Regions from separate parts of the Mus musculus genome. Here region 2 is linked to region 1. A link is a contact called in public promoter capture Hi-C data. All regions are on one chromosome and are shown on one strand. Each heading gives the region's core, a stretch centred on a gene start, on an enhancer-like site or on the middle of the called end of the contact. The rest is flanking DNA. Distances are from core to core; before and after follow the strand shown.

Region 1 (4,001 bases), core at 909-3,408:
TCAAAAACCAAATGCCCGAGGGAAGATTAGAAAAGGCAAAATTGTATATAAATTATGAAGCCAGACAATTGCTCTTTTTTTTTTCTTTCCAGCTCTTTTACAGTATAGGCTTGTTATGTTACATAGAATGGCAATCTGATTTAAAACAAGAAGAAGGAGAAGAAGAAAAGAAGGAGGAGGAGGAAGAAGAAGGAGAAGGAGGAGGAGGAGGAGGAGGAGGAGGAAGAGGAGGTAGTTGTGGTTATATGATGAAGAGGTGTGATTTCAAAACAAATCCCTTCAATACAGTGGATTCAGGCTCCTAAGAGACCCCTCCTTTATCTCTTTCCCAGGAAGACTTACCTCCTTCTTAAATTATTTTTGCTTAGAGAAATTGACGGGCTGAACATTGACTTCTGACTCCCGTGATCTTATTAACCATCTGAGCAGAAATACCATGACTCTCCCAATGGGATCAACAGAGGCCAGGAACTTCCCTCACCCCAGGGTATTTGGCCATCTTCCTTCTTCCTCCTTCTACACCCCTTCTGGAGGTAAGAGTCATCCTATCCCTTTCTCTGCAGTTTTGCTGGAGTCAGAGGGATTAGGCAATGGGCGTGTACTGCAAGACGCCAGCCCCACCCATGGGTCAGAGCTCATGGCCAGGTTACTCACACAGAGGTCAGTATGGTTGGCTGCTGCCACTTTGCCCAGGCTGATACCACTGGTCAGATCCAGGCTCTGGTACTGTTGGCCAAAGCCCTAGTTTAAGCATTGCAACCAGGAGGACACTCTGATGGCTGAGTAGAGCCTGCACGGACTTACTTCCAGGTTCACGTCTGGAATATTGGGATTTATCCTAGGAACCAAGGAAGAGCGGGCGAAGAATGATTGAAAGTTTACAAATTAGGAGAAGTAACTTTGCTTCTACAAAAGAAAAAAAAATAAATATGGGATATTGATTATATCAGTTAAATGACAACTTGACCTAAGTAAAACCAGCATCTTCAACTGAAAATCCTCTTACATGTTTAGTGGCTCACTGTAAAAAGGCAACAGCACTTTCCCTAACTTCTTATTTGCCTCTAAATTTCCCCTATAAGTTAGCATTTGTGATGCTTTATATTTGTTTTTATATATATTTTTAGCCTCTCTCATAAAAATAGGTTTGGGGTCTCCATCCTATGTGATTTTTTTACTTACCCTCTGCATTTGAAGAGAAGCTTTGAAGATGTACCAGTCTATTTTCAACACTGCAAGTTTGGGCAAACTTACCTGTGAACTTGGGTAGAGAGGCTATCACTGACTGATTTATCTTGTTCCCAACACCTGAATAGTCCCTCCAAATTCTTTCATTCAAAACGCAGGAGAGTAACCGGAGGCTGTTCTAAGCTAAAAAGCCCCCTTTTGTGTGTGTTTTCTGGAGTAGTCTCTGCAGATAGGCTTCCTTCCTGATGTTTATAGTTAAGACATGTGCTGCGTACTGCTAAAAAGATGACTGACTCCGCATCTAGCTCTTGATCGTCCTATCTCTTTGTATTTTTCAGGTGCCCAAAGAAGCTTTTTCAAATAAACGAGAGAAAATGATCCTAGAAATAGGCTAGGTAAAGAGTAAGGCAGAAAGAAATGCTCACAGTTTATAAACAGTAAAATGAAATTAGAACAGCGTGGCCTCTGAATGGCGGCAAGGCCACAGGACAACCCCTTTGTCTTTACAATGGTAGAGCACTGCAGTCAGCGCTCAGACCTACTGGGAATCCAGGAACTGGCTTTTAAGTTTTGCCGCAGACTCACTGTTCTGGACCAACTGGCCTTGGATTGAAAGGTCCTGGCCTGAATGACCTTGGACTGGATTTCCTGATCAGGCTGATAGTCGGGTTTCCTGCCTGCTAGGCTCTGAGTTTATAAGAGGAAAGGTTGCAAAGGGTGAAGGGCGGTATTAGGATAAACAAGACTTGAGTAGCCAAGGCAGGGAGATGGGTGCTACCGAAGGAAGGGCGCAGAAGCGAGCAGCTGAGGCCAGTCCCCCCCAGCTCCCTGCCATCTGGCTCTTGTTTTCTTATTTATTTCCGTGTGTATTTTGTTAAGCTCTCTTGATAATCTGGGAGATTTGCAGAGGAACGGAGAGGAGGAGGTGTGACTAACAAATGGAACCATGTAGTGACAGTTGGTGTTGCCTTCCTGTCTTTAATGTCTCCTCATTCTTCATGAGCCACCCCTCGCTGAGACGGGACATGGCTTCCACACTTCTCGAAAAGCAAAAGTATTTTGCATTTTTTTTTTTCCTGAAGCTCATAACAGCTGTAACAGCTCGTACCAGGCCTACCCATTAGAGGACAAGATATTCCAACCCATCTTCAAACGAAAGCCTGTTTGAAGCATCTTCACGTCTGTTAGGACCTGACAAAGCTTGCTTAGCTTGGTTTAGCCGAGCTTGCTGTGGAGTGAACGAACGAACGAAAGCCATAAAGAGTTAAGAATCTCCTGCACCCAGCCCTCCCCAGGAAAGAGGAAGTAAAACAGACTAATCTCATGACCTAAAAACACACATAAAGCTGCAAAATCATTAACTTTTACCTGGCATCGAAGCCAAACCTTTATACAGTAAGAATTTGGTTATTTCTGGTCTGCATTTCCACGTCGGCAGTGGAATGAAGTGGACTTGAGAGGAGTTGCGCGCTCTTAGGACTCAAAGGCCAACTTTTAACAGACCACGGTTGCTTTGGCTTCTTAAGTCCGGTTGTCACTCAGGAGTAGCCGATCAGAGTCCTTTCTATGAAGCCTTGAGGTTAGCCAGTTACAAAATAACAAAGTTGATTCTTTAAAATTTAAATAACATTTTTAGTACATTGAAAAAAAAAACTGTCAGTACTTTTTTTTTTTTCTTTCCTTAGAGGTCTTTGGTCTGAATAGTAAATTATCCCTTGTTCATTTGTGTGTGGAGGAAGAAAAAAATTATGTAACTTAAGCTTGCTCCTCTCCATACTTCCCCCGAATACCGAGACCAAAGAATTGATTTTATTTATTTATTTATTTATTTATTTATTTATTTATTTATTTATTTATTTATTTTCAGCTTTGGCTGAGTGTAATGACCTGTTCAATAGTGATGTTTCTCCCCCTCGTCCCTGATTTTCTCTCCTTCCCTCTCCTCTTCTCTCTTTCTCCAACTCTGTCCTTTTCTCCTCTAGGACATTTATGTTCCTACTATGTACACTGGACTGTCATGTTGAGTGTATCAGAATTCAATTTGAAAAAAATGAAAAACCCCAAACCCTCAGTCTTCAGAGTATTTTGAGGTAAACCGAAGACTAATACTCCACCTGTAGTAACAGAAGGTTCTGAGAACCTGAAAGCCTGGGAGAACTCAGGGCTGCAGAGAAGAAAGCTCACGGGGGACTCCGTACAGCGTTTGAGCTTTGAATTAGTTAGTACCAGAAGAAAAGCAAACCACTATCCAAGTATATGAAGAGAAAAGAGACACATGACAGAGCACACAGAATCACACTAGGACCCAGATAACATGGAGCTATGGTGTGTATCTTGGATTGGAGGCAAGGGCAGAACGGGAGAAGGAGGTGAGAGTCTGAGACAGAGGGAAGAGAGCTTCCCATGCGTGGCTATAGAATTTCTGGTGATTGTTCTGGAAAAACAGAAGCCACTGTAGGTGATCAGTATCAGGGATGGCACCATCCAGATTTTGAAAGATCACCCTTTCGAGTTCTAGAAATAGCCGAGTTGAAATAAGGAGCCATTTAGAAGTAGATATTTTCCTATTGAATAAACCTGGGCCAGTGCATTCGTTATGCCTCTAATCTGCAATTATTTTAGGCGCCGTGTCTTACTCTGTACTGGGCTAGGAAGAAATGATACAATAAGGTGGCCACTCACACGATTCTTGGCATACCAAAATGTCAGTGTGAAGGAGAGCTCACTTTCCTGGTCTTCAATATCAGCTCTACTATTCCAAACCTCTCTTGCTTTTTGTTTTGAAATGCGACAGCACCAATATATTAATAGTA
Region 2 (4,018 bases), core at 286-2,785, 480 kb after region 1:
TCACCTCCAATCATTTCACAACCTTTGTAGTCAAGGATTTAGGACCATGAATGAAGTCAAAATTTAAAATTTGTCAAACGAACATGACAAATACAAGGAAGGAATCACAAAAGAGGGTTGAAGACATCCCAAAGGAAGATTAGATGTGGTTATAAAGTACAAAGAGTTATTACAAGACTTTTTCCGAGTTATTATGATGATATAAGACCTGGTATTTCTTGGATTCTTTACCAAGCCTGCTTTTCTTGCCGTGGATTAAATTACAGTCTAACTTGTATGTGCACTGTATTATTGTATTTGTAACCCTGTGCTCATTAATCTACCCTCCCCTGGGTCTCGGTCTTACTCTGTCCCTAGTTTAGCTGGTGCAATTGAAGATATTTTACTTCCAGGTTTCTTACTTACTGTTAGGCTTTTCCTCCAATTCCGTTTACAGTAGACTATTCCACATACGGTAGTTAATCGTTTGTTTAATTTGGCAACAGGGATATTAGAATTATGCATCATCTAGGCAGTGATTCTTTCATAATGTTGTTTGCCTTATGTCTATTCATTTAGATTCTCTTCAGTAAATAAACCTTAAATCCCCAGTCTAGCAGTGACTGTCACACATTCCAGTGCATGAAATAAACACAGAATGTCAGTCCTGATGTATGTAACGAATAGTTGAGAAAAGTACAGTCCAGAAGGACTTCTAACAGCGTTCTGCTTATTTGACTTTTTTCTTCCAGCAGGTTCATGGCTTGTGAAATTCCTAGAAAGGCTTGGGTGACATAGGAAATAGCTGGAGTTCTGGGCCCGCCCAGGTTTTGGGACATTACAGGTATGGAAGGACGTTGATTGTTTTGGAGACCGTTAGACAGGAAGGTGATCTGGTATACCGTCCTATGGCTCTAGCCTCGACTGGGGGTCGGGGGGTCGCAATGTCAGAGTTTAGCAAGAGCCTTAAATGGTGCACAGTAACCTGCAGGATGGGCGGTTCTGGCCGTCCAGCCCGCGCGCTGAGAGGAGCTTAGACGGAGGGCGGGGCCCACCAGGGGGCGGGGCAGCAACACAGCCCCTCCTTCCGCTCCCGCGGGTCACAATGTAGGGTTAGGACGGGTGGGGCGGGGCAGAGCGGGGGCGGGGCAGGAGGGCGGGGCGGGGGCGGTGACCGCGGCGAGGGAGGGGCTGGAGGCGGAGTCGCGGCGGCCGGAGGACAGCGCCATTCCGGGTGGCCGCTCCCTCCGTCCGCTTGCCGCCGGCCCGCAGTGGTCCCCCCGGAGCGGTCAGGCGAAGCTGAGTGCGAACGCGTGACGCGGCCCGGCTTGATCGTGCTCTCCGTCGCCTGCGCCCATGGGCCGGGCCGCCGCGGCTCAGCGGCGCTGAGGATCGGGGCGCAGAGGACCTGAGGCGGCCGCGGTGGCGCTCTCCGGTAGCGTCTCGCCGCTTGCCCGCGGGGCCCGCGTTCGCCCGCCGCCATCGCCTTCGCGCCCGGCTGGCGGGGGCGCCGTCCTCCCGGGCCGTCCGCGTCGCTGCCCCGGGCCCGGTAGAGCGCGACAGGCGGGGCCGCCGCGGGGGCCATGACCGTGGAGCAGAATGTGCTGCAGCAGAGCGCGGCGCAGAAGGTGAGGCGCGGGCTGGTCGCCGCTCCTCGACGGGCCGCGTGGCCTCCCGGCCGGCCGGGCCACTCCGGGAGCGTCGCGCTCGGTCCCGCGGGGCTGCGTGCGGAGCGGGGTGTGCAGTAGTGAGAGGCTTCGCGTCCACTCCCTTCTGCGGATTGCTCTCCCAGAACCGACGGCGCCGCGTCCCCAGAGTGACCCCCGCATTCCTCCAGTACTCACTCTGCCAGGCTTTGTAATTAAACTTTCTTCTCCTTCGCTTCCTTTTCCAGTCCCTTTTCTTCTGCAAGAATGTCACTTGTCACCCCTTTTGGACAGTTTCTCTTTCGGAGGTCTTATTGTGCCAGGCCTGCTGTTCTGGGGAAAAAAAAACCGGACCTCCCCAAAACGAATTACCTGTCTTCCAGGGCAGGTACATCGCATCGACCCAGGGTGGAATCTGTACAAGTAGAGTGTTTGGTTGGTTATTCTTTCTTTTCTTTATTTTATTCTCTCTTGGATCTAGAAAGTATCTCGCGCGTAAGGAGACCTTTATGGCTGTTACTCAAATCTTTTGTCCCCTAAGTTTGACCTTGCTCTCTTGTTCGTTCTTTACTCTAGCATCAGTTTCACGCAGAGTTAGGGGGGTCATCACATATTGTTTCTCGAACAGTATCTTGCTAGTTCTAGGTTTTACTTTAAGAATCTTTAAAAGCTCCAGCATAGCTTGCTCCATGTCCTGAAGAGCAGACGGTCATTACTTGTTCTGCCCTCCCCCCTCCCCCCTTATTGGTGTGAAAAGCATTTTGAGCACCGGGGAAATGTTGGCTTAGTTGAATTCTAATTGTAGGAGCAATTAGGTATACAGTGAACAGCCAGAGCCTCCTTTGGCTCATCGGTGTGAGTAATGGATGCCACACCCTGCTGTAGTTTTGACACTAGGTACTTGCTGTAAAGCCTACCTGTGCTTGTCTTTAAAGTGAGGCCTGTTGTACTAAAAAATAGACCAATACCTTCAAACAGCCCCCCCCCCCCGTTTTTTTCTTTTTGTCATTAAAATAGTTTTAGCATTTTATGTTCCTTGAGATAACCAAAGATGTCAGAGAATGTTGGAAAGTAGGGATAGTGCATTGTTATTTTAGACACTTTGGTTAAAGTTGGTTTTGGAGCCTATTTTAGTCTATGCTTCTTGCACATTGAGACGATTATGGTGAACTGTGATGTAGTTTGTAATGTGGCAGAAGAATTCAAGACTGAATAACAATAACGAAGAAAACAGTTGGCCTCCCAATTCTGTATGTTGTTCCTAGAACACTATAATCTTTAGATGTTGATGTTGAATGTGTGCTGTAGTTTTGGTTGGAAGGTCATGGGATCTTTGGCATGTTAAGCAATAGGCTCAGTAGCATTTTCTTTATACTCATTTTGCATTTTAAAACGTCTTTATCTCAAAGTGGGAAAAGTTGCTGTCTTTTTTGCTTCTCTTAAACTTCAAGATTGCAAGGACTTTATGGGTTTTGTCTTTCGTTTTGACTAAACCACTTCTTTGCATAGTCAGATAACTACCTTGATGGCTCAGAACTGTATACATAAGTCTGTAGAATCAAGAATCAAATTACTGAAAGTTAACTTTGTTTTCTAGTCCAATATTCATGCTTAATAAGCCTCCTCTCCCCTAAGAGAATATTCTCTAATTCAAAATATTAACATTGTGATGCTGTTTTTAGCATGTGTTGAGTATGTTAAATCATTTCACTGATAATTGGTGAATGCTTTTAGAGCAACATCATATATTTTTGTACACCCAGAATATTTACTTTTAATGGTGTTGGGGACTGAACCTAGGGCCTCATCATGCTAGCCAAGAACTCTACCAACTGAACTACATTTGTAGTTTTTTAAATGTGTTCCTTTGCCTTGTTAATACACTGTTATTTTGTGACCAGTATTAGAACAGGGCCAAACAGTATGGTTTTAAATTCTTTTGAAACAATGTAACTCAAAGTTGAAGTTTTAAAATGACGCTAGAAACTAGGGCTAGGACTTTGCCTTAAGAAGTAGGAAGTGAACTCTATACTTAAGAAACAAAAGTGAAACTAATTTCACTTAGAAGCTTCAAAGACTGTCAGGGAAAGGAAGGGCTATCAGGAGCAGGCTGCTGTGTAGATAGAATTTTTGCAGTTTTCTTTTCTTTTCTTTTTTTTTTCTCCTCTCTAAAAAGTGTGCAGATCTGTTGACAAATTTTAAGTAAATGGCCATTATAGTTGTTGAAATGATTTTCTGTTTTCAAGATTTTTCTTCCTTTTTATTGTAAAGAGCTGTAAGATTAGTATCTTTTTAAAGCAACAGTACACAAAACTTTGTGTTTCTTTTCTTTCTTTTTTCTTTTTTCTTTTCTTTTCTTTTCTTTTTTTTTAAATCTAAGTAAGGTGCAACAA

Evidence for each region. Promoter capture Hi-C pulls out the DNA fragments that hold promoters and counts their contacts.
Region 2: a contact with region 1 is called in a promoter capture Hi-C map of pre-B cells, with 3 times the contacts expected there. The contact joins the promoter of Usp25 here to the enhancer-like site in region 1. A contact is called at or near these places in 3 of 39 promoter capture datasets (3T3-L1-derived adipocytes, liver and pre-B cells), 1 of 484 Hi-C or Micro-C datasets (macrophages) and 1 of 115 datasets of contacts at active chromatin or transcription factors (pancreatic cancer cells).

The regions. Positions count from the first base shown.
Region 1 is chr16:76,530,478-76,534,478 of GRCm38.p6, forward strand. No RefSeq gene overlaps it. Among named protein-coding and RNA genes, the nearest start is that of Gm30726, 16 kb to the right of the region's middle. Within about 2 kb of position 2,159, at least 72 of the 459 cell types and tissues checked have an H3K27ac peak or open chromatin away from gene starts, as enhancers often do. A contact at or near this core is called in liver and pre-B cells, where this site is marked.
Region 2 is chr16:77,012,534-77,016,551 of GRCm38.p6, forward strand. Usp25 (ubiquitin specific peptidase 25) reads left to right here and starts at 1,536. Exons shown (of 24, transcript NM_013918.2): 1 at 1,536-1,607. The coding sequence starts at 1,563.